Regions from separate parts of the Danio rerio genome. Here regions 1 and 2 are each linked to region 3. Evidence: chromatin contacts called from public HiCAR-type and Micro-C data. All regions are on one chromosome and are shown on one strand. Each heading gives the region's core, a stretch centred on a gene start, on an enhancer-like site or on the middle of the called end of the contact. The rest is flanking DNA. Distances are from core to core; before and after follow the strand shown. Region 1 holds the start of mfge8a (milk fat globule EGF and factor V/VIII domain containing a). Region 2 holds the start of igf2a (insulin-like growth factor 2a). Region 3 holds the start of si:ch211-288d18.1.

Region 1 (4,071 bases), core at 228-2,727, 190 kb before region 3:
ATGATTTTGCAATACCTGAAAAATACGTGTTGGAAACTCCTCACGATAAGAAACCTCTGCTATAGAAGTAATTTACTTGAAATGTAATTTCCTTTTTGTTTGTTGTTTTGTACAACGTTATACCAAATATACCAACACATGAATAAAAGAAGGATTATAAGTAGGCTATTAATAATATACTAACCAGAACCATTTTTAAACTTGAAACTATTTAACAACACTGAAGCAGTGACACTCAATACATTTAGCAAGATTTAACATGAAAATGAGCATTACATATTAAAGCACTGAAAATGTAGCCAATTTTAAGTGTGATTTACTCACCATTCGCTGTACAAATGCTGCAAATGACTAAAATAAATGTAGTTAAACAATGGTAGTCACAACCTAATTAAGGTTTCTCGACACTAGCATGGCAAAATATTTGTAATAAAATTGCATTTATGCTAATGGTAATACACCAAAAACAGTGGTTACTAAATTGTAATTACATTATAGACAAAAGGATGTTAAAACCTAGTTATAGATTAATGTATTATACTAATTAAGATCATGCTAAACAATTAGCTATCAATAGTTAAAATTACAGATGGCTTTTGTTATCCAAACAAATCTGAACCATGACTTAGTGTAATACATGATGAATTGCAGGCAAAACACACACAGTATATGTGAAATGTTCCTTAACATTGAACAAATAACTCCTCATAATAAGAAAAACATCTACTACTGAAGTCATTTACTTGTAAATGTAATTTATTTTTTGTTTGCTGTATTGTACAACGTTATATCAAATATACCAACACTATACCTAGGCTAGTAAAACAGTAAGAGGCTATTACTGATATACTAACCATAAACATTGTTAAACTTTAAACTATTCAACAACACTGAATCAGAGACATTCAATGCATTTAACAAGGTTTGCCATGAAAAAAAGCATTACATATAAAAGCACTGGAAATGTAGCCTATTTGAAGTGTGATTTACTCACCATTCACTGTACAAATGCTGCAAATGACTAAACTGACGAACACTACTATACAGGAGCGAGTGAAGCTCTGGCTCTTCATATTGGTGCTCTACTGTCTGTTTGTGTTTCTCAAGTCCCGGAGCGTTTTCTTTACCGCTAGGTCTCACGACGTCATCCTCAAACGTGGAGCAGTTCAAGTACAGGGCGCGCGCACTGTGCACGTGCACGGCTTAAACTCAAGATCAACAGACCCATGTCGACTGGATGCGCTTTAAAATGCTGAAACTGACAGATTCATTATATTATGTGGATGCGTTTACATGGTATGGTGTTGTTAAAACTATTCAAGAGGGGTCTCCACTACATTGTGTAATACTGTGTGCAGTCATTTTAGATTAACGTTGCATTACTGAACCTCCGGATATTCGTTGGTTCAGTAATCCCATAATTCATCCTCCATTGAAAGCCACTAGTAAGCATGTCAACGCATGCAGCTGTAAACAGTCTTTGTTTTGCGTTTGTAGCTTTTAAATAGGGTCATTAAATACATTCACACCGCCGCAGGCAGAACGCTCATTCCGCGTTCACTTCCGTGTTGGGAGTTCTGCGGGGCACGTGATGATGCTTTTACGCGCTTTAATTGGTTGCTTTTGCTGTTTCTCAAAGAACGTGCTAAGATGATGAAGGTCATTACTTAGTGTGTAATTAGCTGCAAAGCTACTGTAGTAGATACTATCATCACCATCACATTAAAGTAATTATTTAAAGCAAAATATCAAAAGCTCACCTACATAATTTTACAACCAACATATTATAGTCATATGGTCACTAGAAAGTGGGCGGGCTATATTTGTCTAGTGTGCTGTTGTTAAAGTACCAGCCGGGAGGAAAAAGACACGCTGCTATCTTAATCTGGATTCATCGTGCCATTTGATCGAATGCATGTCCCATCGCACCGTTAATCTGATCGAGATTTTAGGAAAGGTCGGGAGAATAATAAGTAACTACAATCAAAAGGCGGTAAGTCGGGCATATGGCAGTTTGACATAGATAAATTCGTCATCGTGGACGTAAATAACAGTGCGCTGGGTTAGCCGTAGCTCACTGAGTAAACACAGTGATGCAGATAACAAATCTAGATCGGGTCTGTGTTCAGCAAGGCTAGAACCAAAGACGTTTACGCTTCATTTACTATAGCATTCTCATCTGTTTGCCATCGCTAAATCACGTGATACAATTCGTGTAATATAGTGTTTGAAGAAGAACAGACGGCCACATCATCAGGTCTGTATGCATCGCTATGTGCAATTAGATCTTCCACTTTCTAGGTTAAAAGATGTTCTTTTAATATCTAACTAACAAATGGATATTGGTCTATTTAACATGTAATCACTCGAAGTGATTTGAGTATGAACTTGAATGGGTCAGCCAGTGTTGAGTTCTCAACCATGCTAGGGGTGTTAATATTACTGACTTTGCTTTAATTTGTGAAGTTAAATATTAATATGAGTTAAGCATGAAACCAAGCAGGTAACTGAATATTAGCTTGGAGTTGTTATTTTATTAGTGAGTAAAAGGGCAGGCTATAGCTTATACAGAAGTCATTGGAGTCATAAGATTTGTCTAAATAAGATTTGTCCAAATAACGTGAAGTAGAAAGTTATATTTTGTATGTTTAAGTTGGTCACTTGTTGTATCCTTTACTGAAGAATTTTGTACGTTTGCAGATTTTTTGATTCAGTATGGCAGAAGCTCATCAGGCTGTGGCCTTTCAGTTCACCGTCGGCCCGGATGGCATTGACCTTCAGCTCAGCCATGAGGCTCTTCGGCAAGTCTATCTCTCAGGAATACACTCCTGGAAGAAGAAATTTATCCGATTTAAGGTACCCTGATGGTGTTTCTTACATGATTCTTCATTGAAAGTCTTCTCAAGACTAATTTGGTGTATTAAAACCGGTCTAGGAGATTTTACTGTTGTTTTTCGATTGTTGCATTTCTACAGAATGGCATTTTGAATGGGGTATATCCAGGAAGCGCACCAGGGTTCGTGCTGGTGTTGGCAGGGTACCTTGGAAGGGCACAATATTTAAAAGTGGACCCATCCTTAGGCCTGCTCTTCAAACTTGGCAATTATGTCCCGATCAGGTAAGTGTGTTTCATATGTGGGACATTCTACCAGAAACGTACATTATCTTACCCTAAAATAAAAACGTAAATACAATAAATAAAAAGTATTTCATCACAAAATGTCTAAGATGACCTAATGGTTGATTTCTGTGAGTTGATCTGTAAAGGAATATGTCATTCATTTGGTTCTCAGATATTTGTTCTTTAATAAAAACACTTTACAAATTTACAAACCTTGTCATTGTCCTCAGCCCAATTGAACCTACAGCTTTAATACTTTTATTATGCTAAAAGCTGTTATTTAGAAGAAAAAAAAAACTGAAATAGGTTTAAGTTGTTATCGTTTACATCAATTGAATAAAAACATGAAATTGTAAAGACATTCTACAAATATATTTAGTACAAATAAATGTACAGTTGTCCCCATTTTTCTGTCAGTCCTGTCACATTTGCATTAAATTTAACATAAAATGTGTGTAATACACGCTTAAATCTATGGCTGACAGTGATCAAGGTTGCATTCTATCATTGAGTTGTATGATTTTATGCTTGTTTTTGTATGAATTTTTTTGAGGAGGACAAGCTTAAGTCAGGCCCTGTCACTTTTTTTATAAGTGAAAATGCATGTTTTGGGTAGAATGTCCCTTGTGTTTTGTGTTACTTCTCAACACAGTAGGGCACAATAGTTATGTATAGTTAAGTAAAATATACATTCGTTTAGTCCGCAGGGAAAAATAGATAACCCTTTAAAGACAGACTCTATGTGATTTCTGAAGTTGGTAATTGATTGTATATGCTTTTGACCAATAAATTACATTTTTAAGCAGTTTTTTTTTTTGGCATTTATATATTGTTGCAATCTGGTGATTTGAGGTGCTACTTTTGTCCTCATTTGTAAGTCGCTTTGGATAAGAGAGACAAACTACATTACCCAAGATGCTTTACAGAAAATTTTATTAATCAGATGGTCG
Region 2 (4,157 bases), core at 527-3,026, 130 kb before region 3:
GAACTTCAAGACATCCTTCACACGTTTTTTACACTAACATTAGTGTACACAAATTATGTGTAAGCTTTCTTCTATCTAGGCTACATTATCACAGAAGTAGTGCAAGTGTAGCATTTCATGAAAGTTAAATGAGAAGAGTCGCTAAATTAATTGAAACCATTATCCATGTTTATTTTGTCGCAATATTAGGATTGCCAATAATGTCCAATTGCTTCTTCTGCCTCCACTAGAAGACCTTTGCATGACACTGGCTGTTGTTTCAGACAGACAATTGAGAGTGTGTTTTGCTAAAGCTGCATTATGTGCACTTTTAGGCATGTCAGGACATGTTGAGTGTTCATTCATTTCCATAACAATTTATTACACCTTTTCAGTCTGGCGTTTTATTATTTATGTAGCCTATATACATTAGCGTGTTTTGTTAAATAATATTTTATTTTTATTATTTTTGTGTTGAATACGTGATCGTCGTGATCCATCTAAAAAAGAACTGGGCTGCTTTTTAACGCGAGGCTAAATCCCTGTCTGGTTTCACATGAGCGGGCGCGCGCGCGCACACAATGGGTCACCACAGTTGTCGTGTGAGGGTGAAATTTCAGCACGGTGTCTGTCTGCATTCACTGGAATGCGATTGCAACCCCCTTTGTTATGGTGAGAAGCTGGAAGAATGTACCGTCAATTAAAATTCCTCGGGCTGACCTGTTGCCAAAAGGTATTTTAAAGCTGGGGCTATTTGACTAAGAATGCGCGTCGTCATTGGCGAGCAGGTACTCATCAGCTGAGTGCGCATTCAAGCACAAACCAGCAGTGAGCGCTGCACTTTCACAATATTTCTGCATAATCTGGATCAAATCGGCTCATATTGCTGTTTGTCTGTGTTTCAGGATGTTCGAATAAGACGAGCAGAAAACCCGCAGCAGTTAAACTGCACTGCAGGTCAAAGCTTTGGTTTTGCCTAATGTTTTAAGCGCTTTTCTGCTCGTCAGTGCTGCGCAATTTGTTTCATTATAGATGCAATAAAAACATAAATTAATTGAATTTTAAATTAAAGCCTACTTACACATATATGTTATTAAAATTTCTTTATGTATTTCTTTATGTATTTATTTAGCAAAAACAGCATTGTGAGCAGAAGAGACTAACTAATTTTGCAGTTTTCAAACTTTTGACATACTGTATAATACTTTTTATCAATTATTATTTTAAAATATTATTTATTTATTATTTATTATTATTTTAATAATTATTACTGTATAATAATAATAATGATGATGATGATAATTCGTATAAATGAGGATGTTTTTCTTCATTACGTCTAAGGACAAATGTGTCCGAATCTACTTTATTATTATTATTATTATTATTATTATTATTATTATTGATAATAAACAATTGGCTAGATTGTAAAATCATTTCCCCGAATTGGACCTTTCAGAGAACGAGTAGAAAGACTTATATTTACTGCTTGTATTGTATCTGTTTTCTATTTTCTATAAGGTGTTTGTAATTGTTTCAAATCTTTCTTGATCAAAGTAATTTATAGATAAATAGTAGGCTGGATAAAATTGTGAGTGTCATAGAAGTTCTCGTTCAACGATTATTATTTTTTCTGGCTGGGTTTAAGCGGTTCACGGAAAAAAAATGAAGAGAGAGAGAGAGAAAAAAAAGATCCGACTCAAAAGAACCACTCGTTCACCAATCGGACATCGCTACTGGGTAAGGGGGGCGAGGGGCGGGTGTTAGTATAAATTTCCTCTCACTACATATTCTTTGCCTGTCCTCTGAACTTTGAGACAGCCACAAGCATCACTCAGAGATATGCAACAGACTGGAAATTAAACAAAGCACCTTGTTAGTACAACAGAAAGTAAACGTCGCTTTCCACAAACCGCCTGCCATGGATGATTACCATGTATTCTGTGCATCTTGCCGAAAAACGGAGGAAACACGAACAACGGTAAGAGAAAGTGATATTGACTTGCATTCAGCACGTTTTAATAATTGCATAGTCGTGACTATTTAAAGTGTGATGTTGAGCATTAATGTAAAACTTTGGGGAAAGTTTGGAGAATCATCCTCAGTTGGAGACTTTGAGGGGTTTAAGTGCAGCCACTTGATTGTACCATTGATAAGGATAATTACCGCGTCTCCTCAGTACTTTGTGCTGTCTTGTATCTTTGCTTTTGTGATTAAAATCAGCACAATCACATCAGGAACATCTGTTTAAGCAGCGGATTTCTGAAGGGACTCACTGAAATTTGTTTTCATTTCACAGATGCGCTCACTGATAGTCTTCGTTCTGTCATTGTCCATGTTGATATCCAACGTAACGGCGGGGGAGACTCTCTGTGGCGGAGAACTAGTGGATACACTGCAGTTCGTGTGTGGAGAAGATGGCTTTTATATCAGTAAGTGTATCTCTCTGCTGGCTGTCAAGAAATGTAAACATTTACATAGCCATTTGTCTTGCAGTTGTAGGTTTAAGCCGAGCTGTCTTTCAAATGGCTTATTGTATATGTACATGAGCACTATTGACTCACAATTAGTGTATTAATGAGGAAACGTCCCCTTTATTGAGTTCTCAATGCAAGCCATTAGTGCAGTTAACAGTGCTGTTAATGTATTCGTCTTGGGTGGACTGGATTTGAATTAGTGTCTGCTTGTTTGCAAAAGATTCCTCTCTCTCTTTTTCTTTCCCTCATCCTCTGTATTCCTATCAGATGACGGTGGACTTCCCCCTTTTGTACCTCTCCTGCTGTTCTTTATCTTTTATCTATGTTTAGTAAGCAAACGGCAAGGTTAAAAGATCCGTTTTGCTAGCTATTCACACATCCCTGGGAACATAGAACAATATTTGCTTTTTCTGTTCTTTGCGACATTTCAAAGTCCTAATCAAATCCGTTGGCGTCCAAACTAAAAAGGGAATCACAAACAACAGGCACGAAAGAAAGGAATCTGTTGATGCTGTCTCCGATTTCAGAAATCTTAGGAACATGCCAGCAGCCACATGTGGGATTTGGTGAAATATAAACAATAGGGTGTGAATTGGTAGCGTTGGTAGCTTTCCAGGGGAACCCCGGAGTTGATCGCTTACCTTCTCTTCCCCCACCCAGGCAGGCCGAACAGATCAAACAGCCGCCGTCCTCAGAGAGGAATAGTGGAGGAATGCTGCTTTCGGAGCTGTGAGCTGCATCTGCTGCAGCAGTACTGTGCCAAGCCGGTGAAGTCGGAGCGAGATGTTTCCTCCTCCTCGCTGCAGGTCTTCCCAGTGTCACAGGCTCTTCACAAGGTACATGAAGCTGCTTATCTCCCCCTCCCCCCTCCACCGAAAAGCCCAGCACAATGATTTTGCTGAACCCACAAACACAGACTCAGACTAGACAGGCTAGTCAGACACGCAGCCTGTTTTTATCATGCCAAAATCAATATTAACCATGTCTCCACTCTCAGAATCGCTGAGCGATGAGGAAAGCGGCACAGATCATCAGAAATCTTTATAGACTGCATTAAAGATGATGTAGGAACAGCACTGAGGGAGATAGTTAGTTGCACAAACAAAAGGCCATGGTAACACCATAAAACTCCACTGGACAGCATGCACAATGATGTCATTATTCCAAGCACCAAAACAAGTACAAGTGTTGTGCCGCATTCTGGCTAATTTTTGTGCCATGTGCTCTTGGCATGGAAATATGTCAAGCGTTGGCAAGACAGTTGGCCAGCTGGCCAAGGCTTGGATTTGAAAATAACAAAAAACAAACAACCCAATAACAACACAATAGTCACCACCACTCGAGAATAGTGTATTTGCATATTTGGATATCGTTCAACAAAGAATCATTTTTTGTTCTGTGCTGGTAAAGATGGTGATATACAATTGTTACCTTTAAATGAACTACCCTAAAATTAGAATATATACTCTTGTAATATTTTTGACTTGTTAACAAATAAAATCATAAATCATCAAAACAGTTTAAAGTTACTGGGCCTGTTTCAGTAAGGAGGTTCAACCAACTCAGAGTTTAAACTTGAACTCTGAGTTGACTTACAGAGAGGTTAAAAACTTAAGAGTTTTTGGTTTCAGAACAGCTGATCTGAGTTAGGTCAGTCAAGTCTGAGTAGACCAATTCAGAGTTAAGCGCACACACGACTATAAA
Region 3 (4,616 bases), core at 1,311-3,810:
TGAATGAATATTGTTTTTGATGGCGTCACGGTGGCTCAGTAATTAGCACAGCTGCCTCACAGCAAGAAGGTTGCTGGTTCAAGTTCTGGCTGGGTCAGTTGGTTGTGTGTGTGTATGAATGAATAAGAGTGTATGGGTGTTCAGTACTGGGTTGCAGCTGGAAGGTCATCCGCAAATAAAACATATGCTGGATAAGTTGGCGCTTCATTCCACTGTGGTGACCCCTGATGAATAAAGGGACTAAGCCGAAGGAAAATTAATAAATAAATAAATTAATATATATATAGTGCAATGAGGCTGTATATCGGCACTGGTGTAAGGCGTGCATTGATACCAGTGTGATATTCCGTTTATACAACAGTTTGACGGCATAATCATGTATCTAAAATAGAAAATGTCTAATGTCTAAAGTGATGAAAAAAACTGGTGATTTTGCTGACATTTTAAGATTATAAAGCTGAAAGGCATGAAATGCCATCAGTCTACAGAGATTTTCCAGTATTTCTCTGTTGCGATCTGGTTAACACAAAACTGTGTTTCTCAGTGGCTTTGGTGCATTTCTCACAACACTATTTACATTTGCACAACACTTAATGCATTTCTCAAAACAATTAGTCATTTGTGCACATCATAGTAGCGGTTTCTCATTCCTTCCAACAAACTGCAAATGCTTTTGAACATGCATCAACTGCTTTCATACAACTCTCTGTTGTTTTCTAACATTATCATTTGCTTATGTCATGTCAGTCTAAATGAACTAAACTTGTGAATGCTGAATAGTCATTCCATTTAAAACTAATAGTCTTCATTTCATTACTTGAGTTATTACATACAAAAATGACGAACTAGTTGTCAAAATCTATCAAGCAAATTTAAAAAACATTTGAAATCTTTTTTTTCATGAAAATGTCTTCTAAATTTCATGAATGATTTACAGACCTGTGTATGTTGTAGGTTCAGTTGCAATATGTACTGCAATATTTTTTACAATTGTGCACAGCTCTGCTCAAAGGAAGTTTCTGTTTGTTGTAAATAAGGTTGTATTTATTCTTTTGAACAATGCTGTGAATAAATTAGGATTGTAAAGAGTGAATGCAGTAAAAATGTGAAACATACATATTCAGTGTCTTATACTACCTCACTAAATGCAGTGATGTCTAAATTTACTGTAGTTTTCAAATGACTGTACTAATAGTAGTGCTGTCTTGAGCATTTTCAGGATGTGTCAACAAAATATTTTTTGCATTGAAGAAATGTAACTTACATCATAATAAAAACATGACAAAGCCATCTGGCTATCTTCATAAACAATGGTGTCAGGACCAGTTGTAAGAAATGCACCAAAGCGACTGAAAAAAACTGTAATTAACCCCGAAAAAGCATTGCACTCACTACCAGCTTACTTTTGTGTTAGCGATAAGGAAAATGTTAAACACATGCAGCATTTATTTTTTTCTTTCTGTTTACTAAACTAGTCTGAAGTAACGAAAACAGGAGACATAGATGGCCAAACAAAAAGTAACTAAGGGTTATACAAAGAGTGGCCAACACAAAATACATTACTGATATGTGAGTCACATCTCACAGTCAATACACTACAATTGAAATAGAGCACTACAACATAAAAAATAGAGATTGATTTAAAATATCACTTACCTGTTTAATAATGTTTTGATCAGCTGTAGTCAGAAATTATGTTGTTTTAATCAGCTAAGAACTTATTATGCCTTCTCTGTCGCCATCTTGTGGATGAAGAACATCTTTTCTCCGCTCAATACTAGGCTAATGGCTACTGACGCTCTCAGAAATTATAAATATTTTGAAATAGGCACTGTCCTTATAAATAAACTGCATAGTTGGAATCTAAACAACTACATTCTCGACTGAAAAGCCTCAAAAGTACATTATGTTGTCCAACAGCAGCAATATTTGTCAAACTGTGGAGTGTACTTCTTGTTGAATGTAGGCGGAGTAATACACAAGGGTGAAGAGGCTAGACGAGTGGCAGAATATCGCGGCTATCAGGTAATCTGAAAGATCCAGACATAACTGTTGTTTAAATGGATATAGTTCACTCCAAAATAAGAATACTGTCATCTTTATTCACCCCTTGTTCCAAACTATTTTTGATGTTTTTTATTCTCTTAAAGGCACAAAAGAATATAGTCTGAAGAAATCATTTACTTTCATAGTATTAAATATCTGCATCCATGTTGAACAGAAACATCTCATAAATGTGTGTAAATGAAGATTACATTTTCATTTTTGGGAGAACTAACAGCTTCAAAATAAATTCTTTAATGTTCAACAGAAGAAAGAAACTCAAAAAGGTTTTCAAACTTTATCATTTTTTGGGAGTGAACTATTGCTTTAAGGCACAAGGCTGGCCACACCAAACTACCGATATATTTTGCATATTCTCTTACACTGAGAAGCGTATGCCATTGCCCACTTGATTGCTATGGTAAATCATAATTTCCATAGTTGGCAGCTGGTCACGTGACTTGGCCTGCCTGTAGCGGTTGGAATATTTCCCTGGCAGGTCACGTGAGCAGCTGCCAGTCAGGATTGAACTGTACAGGCTGCTGGTGTGCGTGCGCGCGCTCTGACGTGCTGCTCTCCTCTGCGCTCCTCTCAGCGCCTTACATGCAGCTATTGTATTCGCCACTGGATTTTAGCTATTCGCTTCGCTTTACCTTCCTTGTTTTCAGCGACGAAGGAATGAAGAGTCTTCCCAATAAACGGTAATATTTTTTTCTCGTTATGGCCATTTTATTTATGATTTCGCCATCATGGCATCTGCTTCGCTATTTATTCTTGCTGCTCTTGAATGTTGCATACCATAACAGAGATATTATGCAATACCCATTATAGCTATAGAAAGCATTGCAACGCCAAAAACAACGTGCCATTGTAAAGTATTCTCATCGTAATATATACATTTTTGCTGGTGTATAGCAAATACACCACATTTAGCAGCATTCGTTTTTTTGTGTGTGTTGGTGTCTTGTCATTGAAAATAAGCTATACGTAATTGGTAGTTTGAGCCATGATGATGACAAGACACAAAAGAAAGCAGCCACATTCACTTTTAGCGGATTTAAAATTGGATTTTTAAATATTGATATTCCAGACACATATGAGGCATCCCTTTGTGTCTGCATTTATAAAAACAGACCTCATTTTCACTGGCTGTGTTTACATGCACCATTTACTTGACTATTTTTGATTTAGTCCTTGTGGTTCACTTATGTTGCAATATTAGAGTATTCCTATATAATCTGCATATTATGATAAAACTTGTAATTATGCTTTGTAGGTATTAGGGGGCACTTTTGTGTTTTCATGATTTTAAATAAGTAGTAAATGAACAAACCTTTCATACTAGGATTGCATGATAACATTGCAATATTTTTTATTTTTTATTTTGCGATTTACATTGCAATATGAATACAATTTCACTAGATTAGTTGAATAACTATTTGAAAGAATTTTGGAAGAATTGAGATTCAATAATTGATTGGGAAGATTCTGTAGGGGAGTACTTATGCATAAAATATAAGAAACAATCTACAAGCGTAGATACATTCAATTAAAAAAAAAAATACAAATTAAATAAACAGCGTTTGGTTGTTTTCCAATGAGTCAAACTGTATTCAGGTATACAGAAATGTAATAATCAAATGTAAAATAATACTGCATGTCTTTGTTTTATAAACAATTCAATTGTTATCAGTTTGTCAAAGGACAAAAACACTTTTCTGCAAAATAATTAATTAAAATCCAGACTCAACATTGCGTATGCTCATGATGATGTGACTATTACGAATGATCACATTGCGATATGAATGCTGAAATGGAATAAATAGTACATACATTTGCATTCTTTAACAGTAAACACAGTACCACTTTGAATTCCTAGATGTAGAGTGCGAATTGCCTTAAAGCAATAGCAAAAAATAACAATATATTTTTAGGCTAAACCGTGGTCCTTAGTAATTCATAAAAAACAGGGAGGCTTTTGCTGTATTGTTCATCTAAACAGTTCTTGTGCTTATCCTGGTTTCTCCTGTACCGTATAAGAGAGCCGTAAAAATGTCTGCTCATATGTTTGGAGAATTTAGAGAATATTTAGAGGTGAAAGGGACAAAATCTTTCACCGGGACATCACTTAATAAATGGCTTTAGATATAATACATTTGTACGGTACTAAGAGCATATGCATTTTACTGATAAAAAGGCCCAAATATAAACCTTTGAAAATGGTACCATCCCAGTGGGGTATATGCACAGCTAGTGTTTTTCAGCCAATGATAAACTTTCGGTTAAAGCTTAATGTGACTATTTTCAATGTCATAAGGTTCCTTTTACAGCATCAGTGTTGTAATTAAAGTACATTCAGTTAGATAGACTTAAGTGTTCATTTAGTTGTTCAGAAATAAAACGAGATGAACAACGAATTGCCGTCAATACCAGCAGGCAAGCACAGAAACTCTATTGAAAATACTGGGGTAAAATAAACTGTCATATTTTAAAGACATGGAGGAAATGGTAACATGGGATTTAATGCAGTGCTTCTTGTCTGATCTGAGACCTCACTTTATATATATATATAT

What was found. Hi-C and Micro-C count contacts between places; a contact is called where the count stands out from the background. HiCAR-type assays count read pairs that join an accessible place to other places.
Region 1: a contact with region 3 is called in a Micro-C map of caudal fin, with 3 times the contacts expected there. The contact joins the promoter of mfge8a here to the promoter of si:ch211-288d18.1 in region 3. A contact is called at or near these places in 1 of 18 Hi-C or Micro-C datasets (caudal fin) and 1 of 4 datasets of contacts at active chromatin or transcription factors (embryo).
Region 2: a HiCAR-type map of caudal fin shows a contact between it and region 3, with 6 times the contacts expected there. The contact joins the promoter of igf2a here to the promoter of si:ch211-288d18.1 in region 3. A contact is called at or near these places in 1 of 18 Hi-C or Micro-C datasets (caudal fin) and 1 of 4 datasets of contacts at active chromatin or transcription factors (caudal fin).

The regions. Positions count from the first base shown.
Region 1 is chr7:50,641,454-50,645,524 of GRCz12tu, forward strand. It overlaps mfge8a (milk fat globule EGF and factor V/VIII domain containing a), which reads right to left and starts at 1,478. Exons shown (of 10, transcript NM_001014299.2): 1 at 995-1,478. The coding sequence starts at 1,073. It overlaps cpt1aa (carnitine palmitoyltransferase 1Aa (liver)), which reads left to right and starts at 2,716. Exons shown (of 18, transcript NM_001044854.1): 1 at 2,716-2,856; 2 at 2,976-3,118. The coding sequence starts at 2,716.
Region 2 is chr7:50,706,472-50,710,628 of GRCz12tu, forward strand. It overlaps igf2a (insulin-like growth factor 2a), which reads left to right and starts at 1,777. Exons shown (of 4, transcript NM_131433.1): 1 at 1,777-1,957; 2 at 2,276-2,408; 3 at 3,114-3,289. The coding sequence starts at 1,898.
Region 3 is chr7:50,834,924-50,839,539 of GRCz12tu, forward strand. si:ch211-288d18.1 reads left to right here and starts at 2,561. Exons shown (of 14, transcript XM_681604.8): 1 at 2,561-2,744.